2 separate regions of the Capsicum annuum genome follow, and region 1 is linked to region 2. A link is a contact called in public Hi-C data. All regions are on one chromosome and are shown on one strand. The core of a region is the stretch at or near the end of the contact, and the rest is flanking DNA. Distances in the headings are between cores, read along the strand shown.

The links. Hi-C and Micro-C count contacts between places; a contact is called where the count stands out from the background.
Region 1: a contact with region 2 is called in a Hi-C map of pericarp, with 3 times the contacts expected there. The contact joins the promoter of LOC107867825 here to the enhancer-like site in region 2. A contact is called at or near these places in 4 of 5 Hi-C or Micro-C datasets (bud, leaf, pericarp and 1 more).

The regions. Positions count from the first base shown.
Region 1 is chr4:92,418,268-92,423,980 of UCD10Xv1.1, forward strand. It overlaps LOC107867825 (sucrose transport protein), which reads left to right and starts at 4,102. Exons shown (of 5, transcript XM_016714267.2): 1 at 4,102-4,721; 2 at 5,642-5,713. The coding sequence starts at 4,245.
Region 2 is chr4:92,301,161-92,307,677 of UCD10Xv1.1, forward strand. No RefSeq gene overlaps it. Among protein-coding and RNA genes, the nearest start is that of LOC107867825, 120 kb to the right of the region's middle. Within about 2 kb of position 4,736, at least 3 of the 5 cell types and tissues checked have an H3K27ac peak or open chromatin away from gene starts, as enhancers often do. A contact at or near this core is called in leaf and pericarp, where this site is marked.

The DNA of each region.
Region 1 (5,713 bases), core at 2,852-5,351, 120 kb after region 2:
CAAGTGTTGATCATATACTCCTTTACAATTTACAAGTTGCTAATTTTATAAGTGTTTGACATTATCTTCTCTAAGTTGCTCCTGAAAAAGTCATGTTTGAATCTGTTAAACAGAAAATCTTTCTCTGACCCTGTCAAGTTATTTTTTAGCACTTTTTTTTATATAGTGATAAAACTTCACTGCATTATATTTGCTTTATTTCATTGCAAATAAATGAAGGATGTGAATGACCTCATATAAGCAAATTCAGTAAATTGAAAATGTTGTTTGTAAGTTGGACAAATGCTTTAATTTCTGACTTTTATGTTGCAAGTGTATATCGGTGGAAGAAGTTTAATGACGAATGATGTTATGAGAGGCTTGGCTATTGCATACTCTTTATAGATAGTTATATTATGGCTATCTACTTCCCTTTCCTGTCATGGATAAGTACACAGTTACATGAAAAATCATTTGAAAGTTGAACAAATACTTTATTTTCTGACGTCTATGTTGTATGTGTATATCTGTGGAAGAAGATCAATTACAAATGCAATGCAATATTCAACAAGTTGAAGCTAGCTAGTTTTTTTTATCATTTTATTCTAAATATGAACTCTTTTATTTTGTTTTTTGGCAGAGTAAGAATCTTGTTATTGGTAATTAATATTGGGGACTCTAGAGCTGTGTTGGCTACGAGAGGCGAGGATGATTCTCTCACTGCAGTGAAATTGACAGTAGACCTTAAGCCGGATTTACCGGGTGCATACACGTCTATATCTTGCTGCCTGCACTGTGATATTTTTCATTTTTTTTGAAATTGTGTTGATCAACAAAATTACCACTTAATTTCTGTTCAATTCTAATCTCGAACTAGTTGAGGTTGTCTATTCGAATCCTCTGTATCATATATGTCTCTTTGATAAATCGTGAGCAGATTTTTCAAATTTATATGACTTTAATACGAATCAACTAGCATTTTGGTTTCTAAAATATTATTATAGACATATTTTTGGATCCTTCAGTTTCTGTTAAAGAATAATAATAATGAATCTTAATTTTTATATGACCACCACCATATTTACTTATTTTCACTTAATGAAACTTTAGTATTAACTGATCCCCATTAAGAAAATCAGTAATTATGCTTAGTGTGGTTGGAAATGTCCCACTTAATTATCGACTTATTTGGATTACCCCACCAGACAATACTTTCAAATAGGAATTGAACATATAGGAGACCATAGTATATGTATTAGAAAATAGTCATGCCGTTTTAGTTAAAGTTGCAAAATGTTAGTATCAATTTTCTCGTATATGTTAGAGCTTTGAAGGATATAGTCCTGTTTAGTTGTTCGTTTCCTGTTTGATACGCCAATGAAGTTTTTAATCTTTGGTGTAAATATAACACGTTAAGGAAATTTCAATTGGCAAAGCATGAAGAAAAGATTAAGTATATATAAAACTCAAAAATCTTGGCTCCACCTCTGTGTAGACATATATATTCTGTGTGGCATCCTACGTGGTAAATTCATGTCTTATATGGCGTTGTATTATGTCACATACGAATCCTCTGTATTATCTACCCTACTGATGAAATTTCACACTTTACAATAATCATCTACAACTTGCTTATTTCAGTAGTGGCCAGCTGTTACAATTTTGGAGTGCATATGATCATTCACGTATCAATAATTTCATCTGATTTCAACTGTCCTAGTAAAACATGAACTACAACTTCTAAACTTCTGTAATTAACTATAAATATTTAAATATATTATTTCTTGAATACACTTTTCTTATGTAAAGAAAGTTTAACTAACACAAGGATCATTATCTGTATGTGAAATTTTACACCCCCTTGAAATGTTGAATGTTCTCTCCCATGTGATTGCATACACACATGGTCATGATGAAAAATCTTTCGTTGATGAACGTTCTCGAATCGTCCATGTAAAACTAAATCTTAATGTAGTAGTTTACTTAATTCTTATTTTTTTAGTTTAAAATAGTTTTTGGCATCTAATCATTTTTAAGTACAATTCGTTATAATTTCACTTCCTCTATTACAGGAAAGATTTGAAGAAATATTACGAGAAAAAATATTATCAGAATCTGATATTGATCAAATTGAAGCATATTATCAAGCTGTCGGAGGAGAAAAGAAGCGAAGAGTATTTAGTCTTGGATCTGAAGTAAAAGGCTACTATGGACAAATTATTTGTGTTTCTTATGGAAAGACTTCATCTTCAGCTTCTCATGAATTGTGTTTAGCTTTTGCTATCTTTGGTATTGTGGATGATGTGGATTGTTTTAAGGATAGCTGGTTGATGTTTGGTACTATGGATGTTTTGCACATAATTATGTGTTTAGATGTTGCGCGCTATGTTTGGTATTGTGGATGTTTGATTTTGCTATCTATTTATGTGGGTTCTTTTGTATGAAGGTTGGATATTTTAAGAAGATTTTATTATCTATATATGTGGGTTCTTTTATGTGAATGTTGGATATTTTAAGAATTTTAAAAAATTAGGGACTAAATAATCAAATTTTTAGTGACGGACTAGCAATGAAATATTTGATCACGAAATAATCAAAATGACGAAATACAACATGAAATTAGTAACGACATCTATAAATATAACAACGAATATCTTCGTTGCTACAAAGTGGCAACGGATATAAGTCGTCTCTATGACGTTGCAAAATTGACAACGAATTTTATTTTTTCCATTGCTAAATGATTAGCAACGCGCAATACAGCAACGACACATATTCCGTTGTTGATTCGTCTCTAAATTGCTTTAGCGACGAATATATGTTGATTAGCAACGTTATCGGTCTGTTGCTAAATGCAATTTTTTTGTAGTGTAGGGCCCCATTTTGGGGGTAGCACTCCCAATAGAGTTTTGTTCATGCTCAGGATCGAACCCTCGACCTCTGATTAAGGGTGGAGTAGCCCCATCCGCTGCACCACAATCCATGTTGGTATTATTTTCCAAACTTTTATTCCAAAGATTTGATGCCTCCACCTTTCTAGCATTCAATATACTTTCTTCATTTTATTTTATATGACATATTTTAATCGAACACAAAATTTCAGTTATAAAAAAGAGTTGATAAATTTAATATATTATTTTTAATTAAGTAAAATTTTATAATTGAAATTAATGAAGATAAAAGTATAATTATATTTTAAATAATTATTAAATAAAAAATAAAAATATTTTTTTTTGAGGCAGACCAAAAAAATACCACACATAAAAAAGAAACGGGGGAGTATTCGATTTTCTGACAAATAAACATTTTTTAAATGTTGAAAAAGGACAAAAACCTTAAATGATCGGAGGGGTACGTTTTTTAGAATTTTTTCTACTTATACTACCCAAACTAAAATTTCTAGATATACCGTTCTATTTCAATAATTTCCTTTAGTTAATTATTTCTATTTCTTTTTTCTTAATATTAGGATCGGGTAGGGTAGGGGGTGGCGCGGTGGGGGCTGGTTTTAAAGCCTTTTATGGCCTTCAACAGTTGACAGTGGCAGTCACGCTGAAAGAAAATAATTTATTCTAAATATTAGTATAAATTTTTATTCTCTATTTTAATTTACGTCATCTTTTATAATTAAATAAAAATTATTTTTATTTTTAATAAAATAATTTGTAACAAAAAAAATGTCGAAGAATTTTTTAGGTCATAAATTTCAATTACGTTTCTTTATTTTTTAAATTTTATAAAAACTTTTTTGAAGTAACTAGTAAATTTATTATCATGTGATCGAGAAATCATTACGGGTTCAAGCTGCAAAAATACAAGATAAGATTCTCTACAATAAACTTTTATGGTTTGCCCTTCTTCGAACCTTGCATGTAGAGGAAGTTTAAGTACACCAAACTGTCATTTGTTTCTTAAATTTTGTATCTAGTCAAATCCTATAACATATTACAAATGAATAAAATATTTTTTGATTAAAAATAAATATTTTTTTATTTATATCTGTGTAAATTCTTATTTAGCAAAAAAAAATAAATTAGTTTATTACTATTTTTTAAAAAAATTATTTAAACATAAATTAAATAAATAAATATTCACATCCGAATTGCTAAATGGATTTGATTGTCCATTCCAACAAACACCATGCATTGCCACTGCCTCCGAAAAACAATATAAATACCCCTCACTCTCCCCCTTTCCTTCAACATTCAAACCAAAATCTTTTCCCTATACGCACACAATTACAAAGTAATTTTATTTAGCTAAAAATGGAGAATGGTACGAAAAGAGAGGGCTTAGGAAAACTAAATGTTTCCTCTTCACTACAAGTTGAACAGCCTTTACCAAAATCCAAATTATGGAAAATAATAATGGTCGCTTCTATAGCTGCTGGTGTTCAATTTGGTTGGGCTCTTCAACTCTCTTTACTTACACCTTATGTTCAATTACTTGGAATTCCACATAAATATGCCTCTTTTATTTGGCTATGCGGTCCTATTTCTGGTATGATTGTTCAACCAGTTGTCGGTTATTATAGTGACAATTGCTCCTCCCGTTTTGGGCGTCGCCGGCCGTTTATTGCCGCCGGTGCTGCACTTGTTACTATTGCTGTTTTTCTTATTGGTTTTGCTGCTGACCTTGGACATGCCTCCGGTGACCCGCTTGAAAAAGGATCTAAGCCTCGTGCTATTGCTGTTTTTGTTGTTGGCTTTTGGATCCTCGACGTTGCCAACAATATGTTACAGGTAAATTTCTTTCTAAGCTACATGCCGCCTTTTGAAATCCTAACTTATATATATATTATTAAAAAAAAATTAAAGATTTTATATTTAATTTATAATTAAAATTAAATTAAATTATTTAACTTTCAAAATTAAATTTTGTCACTTAAATTAAAATTAAACAAAAGCAATTTTGTAGTTTACCTTTCATGTTGAACCTAAAAAGGCAATAAGAAGTAGGCGCACGTCACAGGTTCGCGGCAGACATAAATAAATTGTTGAGTACTATGTTTTTTTTTTCTTTCTACTAGCTACTTGCTATATTTTGATAATCATAATCATATAGGGACTACATGCAATCCAAAATTCCAGCTAGACAATTATTGTATTGTAGAAATCTGTAAATATACACAAACAAGAAATATTAGATCCAAGAATTTACTAAAAATACTCAAGATTTGCAGATAAACATTATCGGTGACAGTTACAATATGTATGCATCTTGACACTAATTTAAATACGGAGAGGGAAATTGAAACAAGCCCTTTAAATTATTTACATGGGTGAATTGTAGTATTTACATCCGACATGCATTCCCACAGTGTCCTTCTACTGACACCTTTTAAGTAATTTTAAAAGATCATCAACTTTATTCTCAAAATAATACATTTAATAGTGTCTTTTTTAAATACTTATTGGAGTAACTAATTACAAAAGTTCACAAGTTGTATTTTTTTTCTACTTCCACCTAATTATATATCACTAAATTTTAATAATCCTATTGTACCTCCAAATCAAAAAGAAGAGTGTGATTGTTGATTATTCAATTTAATTAAATAGTCACATGCACTGATATAAATGTAAAAAAAACATTTTTATTAGTAATATTAATTACTAATACGTCATAATTAAATACAATTATTCTTTCAATTTTATTTTTGCAGGGCCCATGCAGAGCACTTCTGGCAGATCTGTCCGGCGGAAAATCGGGGAGAATGAGGACAGCAAATGCATTT
Region 2 (6,517 bases), core at 3,486-5,985:
GAGTCAAAAAGATATTTTCTTTCATTATAATCATTTCAATTACTTTTTAAATGTTTTGAATTATTTATTATCGTGATTTATAATATTCTTTATGTAATTTTTGAAATATGTAAATTCTATTTTAAGGAAATTGAAAAATATAAGTCGGAATTCATGCCAAAAATTTTAACTTATTTTGGAGTGTCATATCATTTTTTTAATATAAAATTTAAAAATTCAGATGAAATTTCTTTTTTTTGTTAACTTAGGAAAAATTAAATAACTTTATGTGATTAAAAAAATAGAACAAAATGACTTTGATGTGATAGTCTTATGATTAGATGACTTTTATATTCTATAACTTTTGACTAATAAAGATGCGGGTATCGGGAGCTCCAGTACTTAGACATGACTAATACTTCTTTTTTATTATTATTATTATTATTATTACTTATTTATGTCAATAATCATTCATTTATTAACCCCCTTACGCGCACACACAAAGAAAAAAAAAACTAGCATTAAAGTAGTCCCTGTTTGGTATGGTGGACATATTTTCATGAATTTTAAAATTTGTCAACACCAGTCCTTTATGAACGTTTCACACCAAAATAGGAAGAAAACAAATGCAACATTAGAAAACAACACGCATCCAAGCGTGTAATTTTGTGTTTAAGAGGGTGAGAATTAAGAAAATTCCAGAGTTTGAATCGGAGCAAACATAGAAAAAGCTAGATGATGTCATTTCATTTTTTAATTTATTAATCAATAATATGTTGCATGTGTATTAGATATTGGGGTATGTGTCAGTACGAACCCAATGTATATTATTTTTTTATCTCAATTATTGTGGTATAAATAAAATTTAAGAAGTCAACAATATTTTTTTTTTTGTATATCTTAAATATCATACATTATTAGTTATTGATTTATAATGTTTTTTACGTAATTTTCAAATGCTATATGCTACTCTTTTTGTCCTCATTTAAGTGTGAAAAATGAAATATATGAGAAAGTTAATCAAATTTGTTATATAATTATAGATACTTAAATTATTAATTATATTATAATTTATACGACGTTTTAAGTAATTTTCAAGTAATACTTTCTCTATTTTAATTTATATGACATCGCTAAAATTTGAAAAGTCAAGCAAATGTTTTATACATCTTTCAAATATTTTAGTTTGATTGTAATTCATATATTACTTTCCACAAAATTTTTAAATAATGTATCCCAATTTATGCTGTATTATTGCGATTTATATTACTTTTCACGAAATTTTTAAATAACATATCCTAATTTATAATGCACTGATAGAATTTTGAGTCAATCAAAATTTTTTATGTGTCTCCAAATAATTTAAATTATTAATTATAGTAATTTATAATACTTTTTATACAATTTTCAAATATATAACAAGTTGAAACTAAAACTAAAATAATTAAATTGAAATTAAAATATGAAATTACAAAAATATCCTCGATAGAAGTAGGTAGCTGGAAGAAGGCATGGCAACCCTAGTTGCTTGCTTCAACTGCCTGCTTATATATATATATATATATATATATATCATAAATATTAGCGAAGTGAAGATTTTCACTAAGGGGTTCAAAATATGAAGAAGTCAACGCACAAACTAGTAGAAAGAGGTTTAGCATCTATTATATATATACATAAAAAATAACTTTAAACTTATAAAAATAGTATTATTTCCACCGAAAAAGGGTTGGGATAAACCCCTAGATCTTAACTAGCTCCGCACTTGAACGCAAAATAATACTCCCTCCGTTTCATAATAAATGAATTGTTGGAGTATTTTTGGTGTTTCAAAATAAGTGAATCATTGAGTTTTTTTTCCAAATTTATCCTTGAGGATTTGACAGCCAAGGGGTCCTGAAACAAAGTAAAATAAATATGATTCTATACTTTAAACAAGGGTAAAAATGGAAACTATATTAAATTTATGTCTTTGATTCTTTTTCTTAATCTGGTGCCAAAGTCCAACAATTTATTTATTATGAAACGGAGGAAGTAGTAAGTACGCAAGGAAGTAACTAAGGTAGGTCCGGATTGAACTAGTGTTTCCCTACAAGATATTGCCAAGGACTTACATTGAGGGTGTGTTTGGTATGAAGGAAAATATTTTCTGGAAAATGTTTTTCAGTTTTTTCCTGTTTGGTTGGATTACAGGTTTTGGAAAATATTTTACAAATCAACTCATTTTCCTTAAAACTAAGGAAAATGACTTCCCTTGAAAAAGTAAGGAAAATATTTTCCAAAACTCTCTTTCAACATCACTATTAAATTGAAATATTCATACAATTCTCAAAATCACCCATCCCTACTCCGACCCTCAATCTCCCACCCCAACCCCCAACCCCATCCCACCCCCACCCTCACCCTCTACCATTCAAAACTTTTTTCTTATCCCACCATTTTTATCATATTCGTTCTCAGTATTTTTGTTAAATATATACAAATACTTTTAGAAAACATATACTTATCCAATTTGCATAACGAACACACAAATATAAGTAGGGCTGGACATATTTTGGAATCGAAATTTAATTTTGATTTGTTTTTTTGATTTTTCGGATTGGTTTTGGTTTCAACTTTTAGAAATTTGGTTAAACGGTTTGGTTTTCGAAATTTCAAAAAAAAAAATCGGATAAATCAAAAAACCAAAATTATATAAATAATATATTATAATTTATATATATATATATATATATATATATATATTTCATATTATATATAAATTTACTAAAAATATAATATAATCTAATATAACATATAAATATATAAATTATAATCATTTAGTAAACCTAAATCCTAATAAGTTGTTTTGCTTTTGACCGTAATAGTAACGTGAAGGCTGCAACGACGCTCATCCATCCTCAGTTCATTCAACATCACCAACGACAGTTGCAGTCGTTTGCTCAGTTTGTTTGCTCAGTTCGTCACTGCCATCGACAGTCGCTGCCGCGTGTGTCCATTGTCGTCACGCCAACGGTGATGACTCGGCGAAGTCGATATTTATGATTATTTTATTCGTATTGAATTAATTATATTTGAGAATGAAAATAAGTTTGAAAAAAGATTATTTTTCTAGAAAAATCACCAATTTTAAAAGGTCACTACTTTAATTTTCAAAATCGAAATAAAAATACGAAATAACCGAACCGAATCTGTAAAAAATGAACCAAACCAAAATAATTTTCGTTTGGTTATGATTGTTATTTTTTGTCAATCCGAAAACCAAAAAACCGTACTGATATTCAGCAATCAATTCGAACAAACTAAATGCTCACCCCTAAATATAACTAAGAAACAACTTATTTTTTTAGAAAATATTTCTCCTCCTTCATATCGAACACATCCCAAAAAATATTTTTTGAGATAAAAAAATATTTTTCTAAAATGTATTTTTATACTTTAGCTAAAGATTAAAATGTATTTTTTGAAAATTATTTTTTCATTTTCCAACCAAACATTACAAAATATTTTCCGAAAAATATTTTCCATCCACCAACCAAACATAGGAAAACAAGTAAGAAATCAACTTATTTTTCGAGAAAAATATTTTTCATGAAAACATTTTCCTTCGTACCAAACACATCCTGAGTCTTGTCCCAAGTTGGCCCTACACTCCACAAGCCTTGTGTTTTCGCCCTAAACATTATACCTAACGAAAAGCATAGACACTAGTTGAAAATTAAACTAAAGGTGGTATATTCTAGACTATTCTACAACTATACAACTTTTATTCATAATAGTATTAACAAAATGAATTAAACTGAAATTCTTACAAATAACTGGTTTTGAAATTCAGAATTACACTTGGCTACATTATTAATAGCTTTTAAATTAATTCCACAATTAATAATCCCTTCATTTGTCATTGTAGTTGATCCCAAACTATGACACATCTCTTTCATTATCATCTGAACATGTCTCTGCAATTTTAACGTAAAAAGCAAACAACGTTTGAGACAACAATACTAACGTGGAATACATGCTAGGCCTCAGGCCAGCACTCAACAACATGAGTAATTAATACTGGTAACTTCAAGAAATTGGAATTATGAGTTATGTCTTATGACTATACATACATATCTCACATAAATATCGATTTGACAAAACTTGTAATGTCAATTTATGCATTTTAAAGAAAAATGGGTGAGGAGAGCTATAGGACGAATTAATTATCCTAGCAATGCCCAGGAGCATAGCTATGTAGAATCAAGAGAATTCGATTGAATATCTCTTTTATCGGAAGGACAAATGTACAAGGGAAAGATATAGGACAAATTAATTGTCCTAGCAAGCCCCGAGCTATGTAGAATCTAGAGAATATATTTTGTCAGAAAAATAAAAATAATAGAGAATTGTATTGATTATATAAAAGTTTTACTCACAATGATATAAATAAAAATTCTAGAGTAGTGGCAAAGAGATTAAAAAAAAAAGATTAAGGTTACAAGTTTAAATTCCAAGTATGGAATTCTAGCAATTTTTGAATTTCTTTATATAAATTTATGAATTTGCCACCGGACACATTACGTAAACACTAAAAATTAGTGACGAATAGATTCTATAACGCTGCAGTTCACAGCTAATTAGTGATGGATTAGTCAAAAATTCATTTAGCTACGCTAATTCCATTTCTTTTTAGTGACACGTCTATTATACAATCTAAATATCCAAAATTCTGCCCAACTAATGGGACGTATGTGCATGAACGAATGGAGCATATCTACAACAATAAAAAAAAGTCACATTAATGCACATAAACAAATGTAGGGCTACCCCTGGCCCATATACAGGAATACTCGTCGGCAACCAAGTCAGTGATCAATGAAATCATTGTTCATCCACCTGAAACAATAACAAATCTGTATGGACTAAAGAAGATATAAAACAATTAAAACAACTCATATTAAACATTACATTGATGTATAGCAAATCAAAATAAAATATCTCACCTACACATAAATAAATGTAGGGTTCACCATGACCCATGGGAGTACAAATGTGCAATCCAAGTCAAGTAAAGAGCCTATCATGGAATTTAAAGAACCTAGCTAGTTGTACAGAGTAAAGAAAAAGATTTATAGAACAATCAAAATAAGTTCATTAAACATATTTTGATATATAGCATATCAAATAAGATGTTTCACCTACACAAAAAGAAATGTCGCGCGCTCAGTCTCCCTACGCCCACCAGATTCACTCATATACAATCAAGTAATTAATTCATCATGGAATTTAAGTATCAAATGTATGAACCGACTGAACCATGCTAATGTTGTTAGCACAATATTATCATCTCATGGACCATACTCCACTTTGTGGAAATACATTGCGAGGGTTATGTCTTTTATCCTTTGTGGACTTCCGTGGAAGAATCTACCGCAGTGGTATCTTGCATTTTCATGAGCGTGATTTAGCAAGAAGTTTCATTCTATTTTCCAACAATCCTCAAGAAGGAATCAACTGATCTCTCCAATGAAGGATTGGAGATTGTGGTAAAATGTTAGTGTATAAAGACAAGGATAAGACGGCAAATGTCGTTCTTACACCATCTTGTCACGTTCCTAACCATAGGATTGCTCCACTAGAAAGATGGGCATTCATTACTACGTATATAATTACCGGCATCTCCGCTTTCCCTGCTCTGATATAAGTTGAAATTCTCAAAGTTGAGAGTAAAGTATAAGTAAAATGTCAGAGATTACCTCTTCTTCTCGGGTCTCTATACTAAAACAGGAATCTCATTATTACCTATTCTAGCAAAACCACCCATCAGAGCCTTCCATGGGACTACTATGTGAAAATATTGTTGGAAATCAGCACATATTCCTAGCTTAATTAAAAAGCCGGTTGAGTTAGTTATAGTTAGGTAAGTTTGTTAGAGTTATGTTTACACTTTACCATAGTTAGAATAGACTATAATCTATATATTAAGACAATAATTTATTTAAATCTATTCTATTTCAAGTTGGGAAGTTATCAATGCTTGATATAGCTCTATTCTTTGCTATTTCTGTAAAATTTGAATCAGTAAAACTGATAGAAAAAAAAATGAAATTCCAAGGCAACAACAAATTGTGTTTCCTTAAAGAATTTAATCTCCTTATAATTGCTCAAGGTTTGAATTAATTTCTCCTAAGATAAAATAGAACACACTTCTGCATCACTGACAATCAAAATTATTGAACTTTGACAAACTCAACGAAAAAAAGTAAATCACACTTACTGTTATCATTGAAAAAATACATTGCAAAAGATGAAAGAAAAATAAGTCTGCTTTTTATTTTCTTTTTAAATAGTATTTCGTTTTTCAGTAAATGAAATGGGGCAAAGCCTCTGAATATTTGTAACTTTCCTATTCGAAAAAAATTGAATTGTTCGAGAAGATAAATGTCTGTTCAGAAACAGATATGATTGTTCAAAAAGAATAATTTATTTCCGCAAATTAATATTAGGTAAAAGAGAAATTAATTAATTAAAAGATAAATTTCGTTCAAAAAGA